Regions from separate parts of the Sus scrofa genome. Here region 1 is linked to region 2. The links are chromatin contacts, called in public Hi-C maps. All regions are on one chromosome and are shown on one strand. Each heading gives the region's core, a stretch centred on a gene start, on an enhancer-like site or on the middle of the called end of the contact. The rest is flanking DNA. Distances are from core to core; before and after follow the strand shown. Region 1 overlaps DNM1 (dynamin-1). Region 2 has its middle 37 kb from the start of TRNAE-UUC.

Region 1 (5,032 bases), core at 771-3,270, 230 kb after region 2:
GCTAGTGCACGACAGAAGGCAACGTCCTCGCCCCCTGGTGAAGCACTGTAGCCAGTCCCCAGGCTCATGGACCTGGGCCTGATGCTCTTAGGGGTGACCGACACTTTTCAGCCAAGGAGTGACAGTGTCTGCCGACCTGGGCAAGTCAGCTTCTCTGAGTTCCGCCCCAGCTGGGCCCCCAAACGCCCAGCGAACCCACCTGCCAATGCACCCGCGCTGACTCTTGCTCTTCTGCTTTTCCCCAGCAGGAAGGGCCCAGCCTCACCTACGCGACCTGCAGTCCCCCGGCCACCTGAGGCTCCCCTCTTAGACTTATAAGCCTGTGGCCGCTGGCATCCCGCCACCTGCCCTTCCTCCCTCCCCAGGGTCCCGTCAGAGGACTCCTGGGCTTTCTGCCCACCCAGAGGGGCCTCGAGCGCTCCCTCCAGCCAGTCTTTGTAGCTTTGCCCTCCTGGTTCAAACAGTGTTCTTTGTCTTGTCTTTCTCCATCAGGCCTGGTGGCTGTCACATGGGGCTCATGGCCCCATGTTTCCCCAGGGCTAGGGGTGGCCCTAGGCCAGTGGGTTCAAAGACAGGAGGGCCAGAGAAGAGGGAAGCCAGAGGGGGCCGAGCACGTGTCTGGAGCTGTGGGTGCACTGCCTGGTGGTGTGTGAGAGACCAGTGTGTGTGGCGGGGGGCGCTGTCCCAGCCTTTACTCCAGAGCCCCGTGGAGCTCTGGCCCCCCCGCCCATCTCCCGCTCCTTCCACCTTCCCTTTCTCGTCTCTCTCCTCTATTCCAGAAGCTGGCCCACACCCTTCCCCGTGTCTTCTGCCCCGCCCGCCCTCCCCCCACCGCCGGGCTCGAAGGCCCTTGCCTTACCAGCTCTCCCCCCTCCCCTCTTTCTCTCCTTCTCTCTTTGCTTTCTCGCCAACTGCCAGCCGATCGGGTCAGGCAAGTCCATCCCGTCCTGAGAGCCCCAGGCCCCCCTTCGACCTCTAGCCAGATCCCTCCCAGTCCTCGGAGACCTCCCTTCCCAAGCCTGCCTGGACGGCTATTCTGTGACTTGACAGTGGCTACCCAGCCCCAAAGCCACCCCCTTCATCTGTGACTTAGTCTGTTGTAGTGGTGAGCTGACACATCCAGGCGCGATGTTGGTGAAACTTGTGCCCCTCTGTGGTGTTGCTCCTGCCCCGTTCTACAAATATCTATAAATACTCGTGTACAAACACACACACACACACACACACACACACACACACACACACAGCCTCGCCTCTAGTGTTGGGATCAATCACCACGCTGCCCTTGAGGAGTCTTGTGGCCTGACTGCAAGGGAGCACTGTCATCCTGGCATCCCCTCCAAAGCGTGCCACCTCTGATGAGCCGCCCTGTCAACGCCTGGCCTGCGGACAGCCAGCCCCTCTGCCCCCGTCCCCTCCTTCCCCACCTCGAGCGTGGGGGTGCTGTACTGGCAGCTGCGTGGTTCTCTGACCGCTACCAGTCTTGCTGTCTCCTGGCTGAGAATAAAACCCATTTCTGGACAATGGGGAACACTGTGTCCTCTGCTGGCTTGTGTTCTCTGTGGCGCTCCCGGGGAGGCAAAGGTTTAAACACTGGGTGAGGGGTGGGGGAAGGGCCCGGCGCTTGCCAGGGTGCTGTAAGAGGTGGCGGGAAAAAGCCCCATGCTTCGCCAGGCGTACTGGGAAACCACCTGGAGTCAGCCGATTCCTCAGCCCGTGAGCCTGCGCCAGGCGCCAGGGGGCCGGCCAGGCAGGCGCTGGGGAAGGACGGGTCCAACGGGCCGCCCCAGGGGCAAGGTCAGTGGAAAACACCTGGACCAGAGACCAGCACGCACCCGCCGCGCACGCCGCCTTCCCTGCCTGGGATTAGGTCAGGCTTCAGAGTCTCCCGGCCACCAGGGCAGGCCTGCCCCTGACCGCCCCTCAGCAGCCCTCTGGCTTCACCAGGCCGCACGGAGGGCACAGAACGTGGAGGATCCAACAGCCCCGTTGGACCGACTCAGGCGCGCTGGGCCTCTGCACAACCAGAAGCCTGCCCTCTGCTGGCAGGCCCCGCTCCCTGTTCCGTGCTCACAGCACAGACCCCAGGACCCAGGGATGGAAGAAAGGCACGTGCAAGCGCCAGGCGGTATGGCTAAATCCATTTATTCTGAAATAAAAAGTGAAATGAAACAGGAGTCGACTCACCCGGGCACAAACCCGTCCCCGCCTCCACCTCCTCTCCATCCTACGTTATCAATAAATAAGTTTCCCCAGCCCCAGATATTCAATGGAAACTCCTCCCCATTTACCAGCTCTGACCTCCCCTGTGATACAGGGGGCTGCTCTACCTCCAGAATATACAAAATGTTACACAGTTACAGTATAAACACTGGGGAGGGAGCCCATTCCGCCACCAGCTTATGTCCTTGCCTGGCCTCGGTTTGCCCCAACTTCCCAAGGCCTATTAGAGTGCTGCCCAGTTGTCTAGCTGGACAGGGGGGGACACTTGTGCCCCAAAGTGCCTCTGAATAGAGGATGCATAAGCCCCTCTTAATGAAGGACTGCTTGATGGGGGTGAAGAGGCTACCAGGGAGCCCCTGCTCCCCGAGAAGGGCAGCCTCCTAAATCAACTGTCTTTACCGAGCCTCTGGCTCTTTGTTTTTCTGGAACTATTAATCGTCCAGAGATCAAGACACAGCCCTGGCCAAGACGGCCAGGGGTCTGCACCTATGTGTCTCCCCCCATTAGAGGGGGGGGCTTGTTCCCCTTTCCAGGGGCATTAGCTTGCTAGTCTAGGATGACGACGTGACTGGGAAGGAGGGCAGGGAGGAGGGACAGGGTGGCGGGGACGGGTGGGGGCAGAGCCCCCGGCCCCAGTTCTCCGGTCTTTGCCTGCCAGCCTCAGGCACTTAGACCACCATGATCTTCACCTCGTCGTTGTCGTCAGCCCGGTAGAAAAAGGGGATGCAGGGGTTGCTGCCCAAGCCCAGGCGCTCCTGGGGGTTCTGGATCTCGCGCAGCAGCTGCATGATCTGCTGCGCGGTGGGGTTCTCGGTGAGGGTCTGGCCCAGCAGGGCCTCCCCTTGGGTGGGCTCCACATTGTCCGAGAGGCTCACCTCCAGGAGACCTTGGGAGAGGGAGGGGCAGGCTGGGGAGTGGTGTGCCAGCTCTCCCTGGCCCGCCCGGCCACCCGCCCTCCCCGAGGCTGCTACTCACCACCCTGGTTCTCAGCAGCGCCAAGCTCCTGGGGGGCTGGGGGCGCCACGGTGGGCTCCCCAGCAGGGTTCTGGGCAGCCAGGAATTTGCCTTGCCATTCATTGCGCTCGCCCACCAGGTGTAACACCAGCTCCTGGAGCTCCAGCAGCTTCACCTGGAGGGACAGGCGCTCAGCAACCCCACCCCGGCCCTGGCCCTGGCCCTGGCCCTGCCCGCCCCTCTGCAGAGATGGTCGGGACCCCTACCTTCATTTCCTCTTTGTCCTGAGCCAGCCGGCTAATGTACTCCTCCTTCTCGCGGTGCCGCTCCTTCAGCACCGCCCTCTGGCTCTGATAGAGAGCAATGTACTCTCCTGCAGGGAGCGGGCGGGCGGCAGGGCTCGGATGGTCCAGCACGGCTCCCCCGACCCCCACCGCCACCCCGGGCCCCGGGCTCCCGGCTCACCGATAGTGTCTGTCTCTCCGGACAGCTGGATGCAGCGATGTTCCAGTTCCTCTACCCGCTCCTTCAGATCCACTTTCTCTTGCATGAGTTCAGTAAAGCGGCCCTGTGGCCAGAATGGTAGGGTTGGGGCTCAGCAGCGACCTGCCCGCAGGCTCCTCCCCTCCCGGCCCCCGGTGGGGGCGACTTGCTCACCTGCAGCTTGTCCATGGCCACCTGGAGGGCCTGGTGGGTCTCCACAGGCACACTGTCCCCCCCGGTCCCGGGGGCTGACACACTGTCCCCCTCGGTCCCGGGGGCTGGGGCCTCCTTCTCCACCCCATCTTGGGCTGGAGCTACCAGGTGAGCCAGGCGCTGGCAGCGAAGCTTCTGCTCCTTCAGCTCCCTTCGGAGTCGTGCCTGCTCTTCCTCGGCACTGGCTAAGGCCGAGTTAAAAAATTCCACCTGCAGGCAAAAGGTGTGCATGTGTTTTTTTGGGGGGGCCATGCTCATGGCACATAGAAGTTCCTGGGCCAGGGATGTAAGCCTCGCCAGACAGTGACAAGGTCGGATACTTAACCACTAGGCCACCAGGGAACTCCGTGCGTTGGGAGGGGCACTCAGGACCAGCAGGGAGACTATGACAGTGGCTCCCAAGGGAGTTCGGGGTCCAGAGGAGTCAGAGGGAGGGAAACGAAGAAGAGCAGGTACAAGACGAAAGCGGGGGTGAGATGGGCAAGGAAGGGGAGCTCAGCTCACCACGGCCTCTCGGCTATCCAGCTCCTCTGGCACACTCAGCTTTGGCCGGGGAGCTTCCCCGGCCTTGTCCTCGTCCTCAATGTCCAGCTCAGTTCCTGGAGGGGGGCAGCCAGAGGGTCCTCAGACAATCCGGCCAGAGAGATGGAGCAGGCCGGGAGGAAAGCTCGGGGCCCAGCTCTGCCTCCCACCTCTCAGTGCAGCCCTGGGCCAGCCGTCGCCAGAGGGAAAGGATCCGTTGTTGTAAAGGCCTCCTCTAACTCAGTTCTCGGCTGCTTCCACGCCCCCCACCCCCTCCCCGGGCCATGCCACTTGCCTTCCCCAGGCACAGCCATGAGGGTCAGCTGGGCCTGTAGCTGCTGGTTATGCTGGTTGGCAGCTTCCAGGCGCCCCTACGAGGCCAGGAAAGAGAGTGAGCAACATGGAGTGCAGGCCTCCCTGCCTCGCGGCCCAGCACTCCAAGTCCCTGACCTGGGCCTCCTGTAACTCTTGCCGGGCTGTCTCCACCGCCATCCTGCCCTGCATGTCCTCGTGCTGCAGCTGGTCCACGAGCTGGGTCTGCAGTACCATCTGCTTGTGCAGCAGCTCCTTCTCGGCGGCCAGCTGCTGGTAGGCGGCCACATACTGCTGTAGGTGGCCCAGGTACTGGTCTCGCTGC
Region 2 (5,316 bases), core at 2,485-4,984:
GTTCCCTACCACTGAGCCATGATGGGAAGTCCAAGGGAAACGTTGTTAATGAAATGCCATGCAGCTGTTGAGAAGGATGCTGGAGATGCATGTGACAAGCCGGGAGATGGCCACCCTCTCATGGCATAGCAGGTCCCAGAACAGTATGTAAAGGGTCAGCTTAGTTTTGTCAAGGACCATTTTATTTATGGTTGCAGAGAAAGGAATTTTGAAGGATATGCTAAATTGTTACCAGAGGCTTCCAACAGAGGAAAGGGTTTGAAGGGAAAGGTTTATTTTAATGAATATTCTGGGATATTGTTTGGGTTTTGTAATATGATAACTGTATTTTATAACTTAATAATATATAAGTATAAGGATATTATAAACGAAAGGCCTTCCACGCTTCTCTAGCACCCTCTGGATAAAGTCAAAAGTTCTTAGGGAAAAAGACATTTCAAGAGTTCCGTTGTGGCTCGGCAGTAATGAACTTGTACCCGTGAGGATACAGGTTCGATCCCTGGCCTTGCTCAGTGGGTTAAGGATCCAGTGTTGCTGTGAGCTGTGGTGTAGGTCGCAGATGCGGCTCAGATCCCACATTGCTTCGGATGAGGCATAGGCCAGTGGCTACAGCTCTGATTCAACCCCTGGCCTGGGAATTTCCATGTGCCACAAGTGTGGCCCTAAGAGAAGAAAAAAAAAAAAAAAAAAAAAAAAGAGGCCCTTAGCCAGGCATTCAGGCCCCTCTGGAAGCACCTGCTCAGCCTCTCCCTGCCTGCCTCCCCTGGGCCCCTGCAGCCCTGCTCAAGTGTCCTGGCCTTGTCCTCCCGCCCACCTGGGCACCTACTCAGTGTCAAGCTTCAGCTCAAGCATCTTCTCTCACCCCTTTCCCCCACATCGGGCACTGTACTTGCTCCCTACGCTGTGCCCCCATGTTACCAACCATCTGCGTGCAGAGAAAATGAGGGTTCTGCTTCCAGTTTCTGTCACAATAGCTGGTGCATACTTGGCACTCAATAGAAGGGAAATGGGATGGCAAGAGGAAACAAGAAAAGAAAGAAAGAGAAAAGGAGAGGGAGAGAGAGAATGGGTAAGAGGGAGAAAGAAGGGAGGTTGGGCTGAAAAATGTCACTTGCCCAAATCACCCTGAGGGCAGCTACCCAGCTGGCCTGCTCGCTCCGTCACCTGACACCCAGCCCAGTGCCACGCCAAGCTGCCTTCCCAGCGCTGCTTGCCAAGGGCGTACGGTGCTGATTCACCGGTGACTGGGCTCCAATTATCTGCAGAACTGGAAAGGCAGCCGAGCCACCCCGGCAGCTGACCAAGGGCGTATCGATTTGTTCTGTGCTTTTCACTAATATCCGAGCCAGTCACACAAGAAGATAAAGGCCCCAAAGGACTCACCCACAGTGATCTGTCCTGCTTAAACCTCCCACAGCCAAGGCCACAAGTCTCCCCGTTGATCAGCCAACTCTGCCCTTTGCAACCCAAGCCTGACTGACCATCACTCACAGGGAGTTGTCATGGTTCAAAACTCAAGATCTAGAGTCAGGCAGGGGCCCTGGGTTCTGGCCCAAGGATTACTGAGTCAGAGTACATTTACATATTTACTGTTGAGAGATGCTGCCAAACAGCCTTCAAAAAGGTTGGACCCATTTATACCACCCCCAGCAGTATAAGACAGTGCCCAGGCCCCTACTTTCTCCGTCTTTACCAATCTGTTTGGAAAAAAGCAAAACAAAACAAAAACCCTATACTGCTATGCTTGCATGTCTTTCTCTAGCATCTTTTCTTTCTTTCTTTGGCAATTTGGATTTGTGTAAATTGCCTAACCATATCCTTTGTCCATTTTTTAAGTAGGAGTAGTCATCTTTTTATTGATTCATCATAGCTTATTACATATTGTGGATATCAACCTCTGTTATACATGTTAAACTATTACCTTCACTTTATCAGTTGTCTTTGGACCTTGTTTATGGTGATTTTTGCCTCACCAAAACTCTAACTAAGCCCCAGCAAAGAGATAGGAGTCAGCCTATTTAGTGGAGAGAGCACTGGTTTGAGTCAGGACCCCAGGTTCTGTCACCAGTTCACTGTGTGACTTTGAACTAGTCCATGACCTCTCTTGACCTGCTAAATAAGAGCATTGAATTTAATGGTCTCTGGGGACCCATCTACCTCCGTGATAATAATAGACAAACATATTATTTAAAAAAATAGTCGATAATAGACAAACACTATTAATAGAATTTTCTGTAATGATGGAAATTTTCCATCTCTGCACTGTTCAGTATGGTAACCACTAGCCACATGTGGCTGTTGATCATTTTAAAAATGTGGTTAGTGTGACCGAGAAACTGAATTTTATTTTATTTTTTATTTTTTAATTTTTTTTTTGTCTTTTTGCCTTTTCTAAGGCCGCTCCTGCGGCATATGGAGGTTCCCAGGCTAGGGGTTCAATCGGAGTTGTAGCTGCCAGCCTATGTCAGAGCCGCAGCAATGCAGGATCCCAGCTGCATCTGCAACCTACACCATAGCTCATGGCAACACCAGATCCTTAACCCACTGAGCAAGGGCAGGGATTGAACCCGCAACCTCATGGTTCCTAGTCGGATTCGTTAACCACTGCACCATGATGGGAACTCCTCCGAGAAACTGAATTTTAAACTCTATTGAGGAGTTTCTGTTGTGGCTCAGCAGTAACAAACCCGACTAGCATCCATGAGGACTTGGGTTCAATTCCTGGCCTCTCTCAGTGGGTTAAGGGTCCAGTGTTGCCTTGAGCTGCGATGTACAGGTCACAAACAGGAGTCAGATCCAGCATGACTGTGACTGTGGTGTAGGCTGGCAGCTGCAGCTCCGATTTGATCCTTAGCCTGGGAACTTCCCTAGGCCGCAGTGCAACTCTAAAAAGACTGCCAAAAAAAAAAAAAAAAAAAAGAACAAGGAGAAAAAAACCTCTATTGAATTTATATTAAAATTGTAAATAGCCACACACAGCTAATGGCTGGCAGATATTGGATAGGACAGGTCTGGACAGTCTAGATCCCCCCAGCTCTGGGCGAGCTGTGATACAAAGTGTAATTAAAGCAGACAGAGACTCCCTGTGTGACTTGGGGCAGGTCAGTCTACCTCTCTGAGCCTCAGTTTTTCCATCTGTCCAGTGGGGCCCAGAGCAGTCCCTGCCTCCCGACTGGGCATATCTGATTGGTGAGTATGGGAGGGCTGAGTCCCAAGGCCTGACTCAACACTGTAAAATCTGGCCGGATTCCCAGGCCGAAACACGAAAGTGTGTTTACCCCATTTCTATGATGTCCAGAAACCCACGGTTAGCTTTCCCCAGATAGCCTCAAGGTCAGCCTTTCTTTCTTTCTTTCTTTCTTTCTTTCTTTCTTTCTTTCTTTCTTTCTTTCTTTCTTTCTTTCTTTCTTTCTTTCTTTCTTTTTTTCTTTTTATGGCCACACCCATGACACATGGAAGCTCCAGACTAGGGGTCTAATCAGACCTGCAGCTACCAGCCTACACCACAGCCACAGCAACATGGGATCCAAGCCACATCGGCTACCTCTGCTACAACTTGCAGGATCCTTCACCCCCTGAGCAGGGCCAGGGATCAAAACCGCATCCTCGTGGCTATTAATCAGGTTGGTAACCGCTGAGCCACAAGGGAAACTCCAGTCTTACTTTCTTACACCAGGGCTTCAGCTCTAAGACGGCCTTCAGCTCAGGTTTCCAGATTACTGATGGGACAAAGTCCAAACTTCAGCCGGTGTTCCCAGCACTGAGCACTGGCCCTACCCTTGCAGTACTGTCATTCATACAACCTGCAGGTCAGCCCAGCCGCCTCGCCACCCTCGCCCTCTGTCTGCCTCCTAGCCCAGCCTTTCCAGGTCTGCCCAGCCCTTCATTCATTTAGTTCATTCGCTCATCTTTCATTCACAGGTGTTCATCATGCCATCTGCTCTGGGACTGGGCCTAGGGTGGTGGGCACGCAGATGTGACGAGAGTTGTAATAACACGGCGGGGGTGGGGGGGGCGGATCAGGAGGACGTCAGAGAGCGTTGGGGACACAGAAGGCACCCGACCTGGTGTCCACGATCAGAGCAGACGTCCCTGAGGAAGTGGCATGTGAGAGATGAGGACAGGGCCAGAAAGGAAGGTAGGCAGGCCCCGTCCTACAGGAGAGCCTTACTGGGCATGTTAAAAATGGTGTACTTTATCCTAAATGTAATTAATTGGGAGCCATGGAAGGTTTTAGAGAGAAGATGATGTGATTATTCCAGGCCAGCTTCCTACCGGGTCTGGAAGATTCAGGAATTTAGCCCTTTAACCTCCCCTTCTCTGCCTGCCACCTGCATCTCAAGATACATCATGAGCACACAGTGCCCGGGGCCTGCCTTCTGCTTATCATGACCTGGGTTCAAATCCCGGTCCGGCTACCCTCTGGCCCTATCAGTTCAAGAAAGTCACTAACCTCTTTCATGGTCAATGCCCTCGCCCATAAAATGGAGATAATGACGAGTTAGTGCAGTTATCGGATTATCAGGGGAAAGTGTATGGCAAGGAGCCACTTAGGAAATGGAGTCCAGTTAAATTCCTTCTGGGCAAAATCAAACCAAAGCCTGGAGGGGGCCCTTGGGGACTTCCTGAAGGGCAGGGAGCAGTCCCAGTTCTGGGAAGTGTCCCTTTGGCCCTGCTGGCCTTGACGGGGTGGAGGGAAGGCTTGGCTGAGGCCTTTCTCGGACAGCCTCGCCATGTGCCAGGCGACCCCGGAGGGGACCGCCTGAGCTACACTTGACCTTCGGGACCTTTGTAGACCCCCCCACCCCTTGAGCCAGGAGTCAGCAGATGGACACAGAACTTATATAACTGGCCAGGAGTCCGGCACCTTTCACCCAGTGATCAGGGCTGTGTTTACAGAGCTGGTGTTCCCAGGTCACCTCCCTGTCCTCTCACGCACCTCTTAGGCACACACACAGCCCTTTAGCCCTTGCTGAGCTTTGCTTGTTTTCTGACTTCTTAGTCACAGTCCCTGGCTTTACTGTCAGCAACAGCATTTTTTACATTTTTTTGGCCACCCTTGCAGCATGCAGAAGTTCCAGGGCCAGAGATTGAACCCAAGCCACAGCAGGAATGGTGCCAGATCCTCACCCGGCTGGCCCACCGGGGAACTCCACCAGCTATTACTTTTCAATGTGAAAATCATCAATGGTGCCATTTAGTGGTGAGGCACTGGGGGAACAGCGGGGACAGGGGCTGCAGCAGGGACCAGGGTGGGAGTCCCAGAGTCCTCTGCCTGTTAGCTCTATAACCTGGAGCCAGTCACTTGGAGACTCT

What was found. Hi-C and Micro-C count contacts between places; a contact is called where the count stands out from the background.
Region 1: a Hi-C map of liver shows a contact between it and region 2, with 2.1 times the contacts expected there. The contact joins two enhancer-like sites. A contact is called at or near these places in 2 of 47 Hi-C or Micro-C datasets (epiblast stem cells and liver).

What each region holds. Positions count from the first base shown.
Region 1 is chr1:268,700,696-268,705,727 of Sscrofa11.1, forward strand. It overlaps DNM1 (dynamin-1), which reads left to right. Exons shown (of 23, transcript XM_005660471.3): 23 at 919-1,538. The coding sequence ends at 979. It overlaps GOLGA2 (golgin subfamily A member 2), which reads right to left. Exons shown (of 26, transcript XM_021069501.1): 19 at 4,846-5,032; 20 at 4,691-4,766; 21 at 4,378-4,472; 22 at 3,835-4,083; 23 at 3,643-3,745; 24 at 3,444-3,550; 25 at 3,199-3,352; 26 at 2,130-3,109. The coding sequence ends at 2,892. Among named protein-coding and RNA genes, the nearest start is that of MIR199B, 12 kb to the left of the region's middle. Within about 2 kb of position 2,021, at least 6 of the 83 cell types and tissues checked have an H3K27ac peak or open chromatin away from gene starts, as enhancers often do. A contact at or near this core is called in liver, where this site is marked.
Region 2 is chr1:268,471,532-268,476,847 of Sscrofa11.1, forward strand. No RefSeq gene overlaps it. Among named protein-coding and RNA genes, the nearest start is that of TRNAE-UUC, 37 kb to the left of the region's middle. Within about 2 kb of position 3,735, at least 33 of the 83 cell types and tissues checked have an H3K27ac peak or open chromatin away from gene starts, as enhancers often do. A contact at or near this core is called in liver, where this site is marked.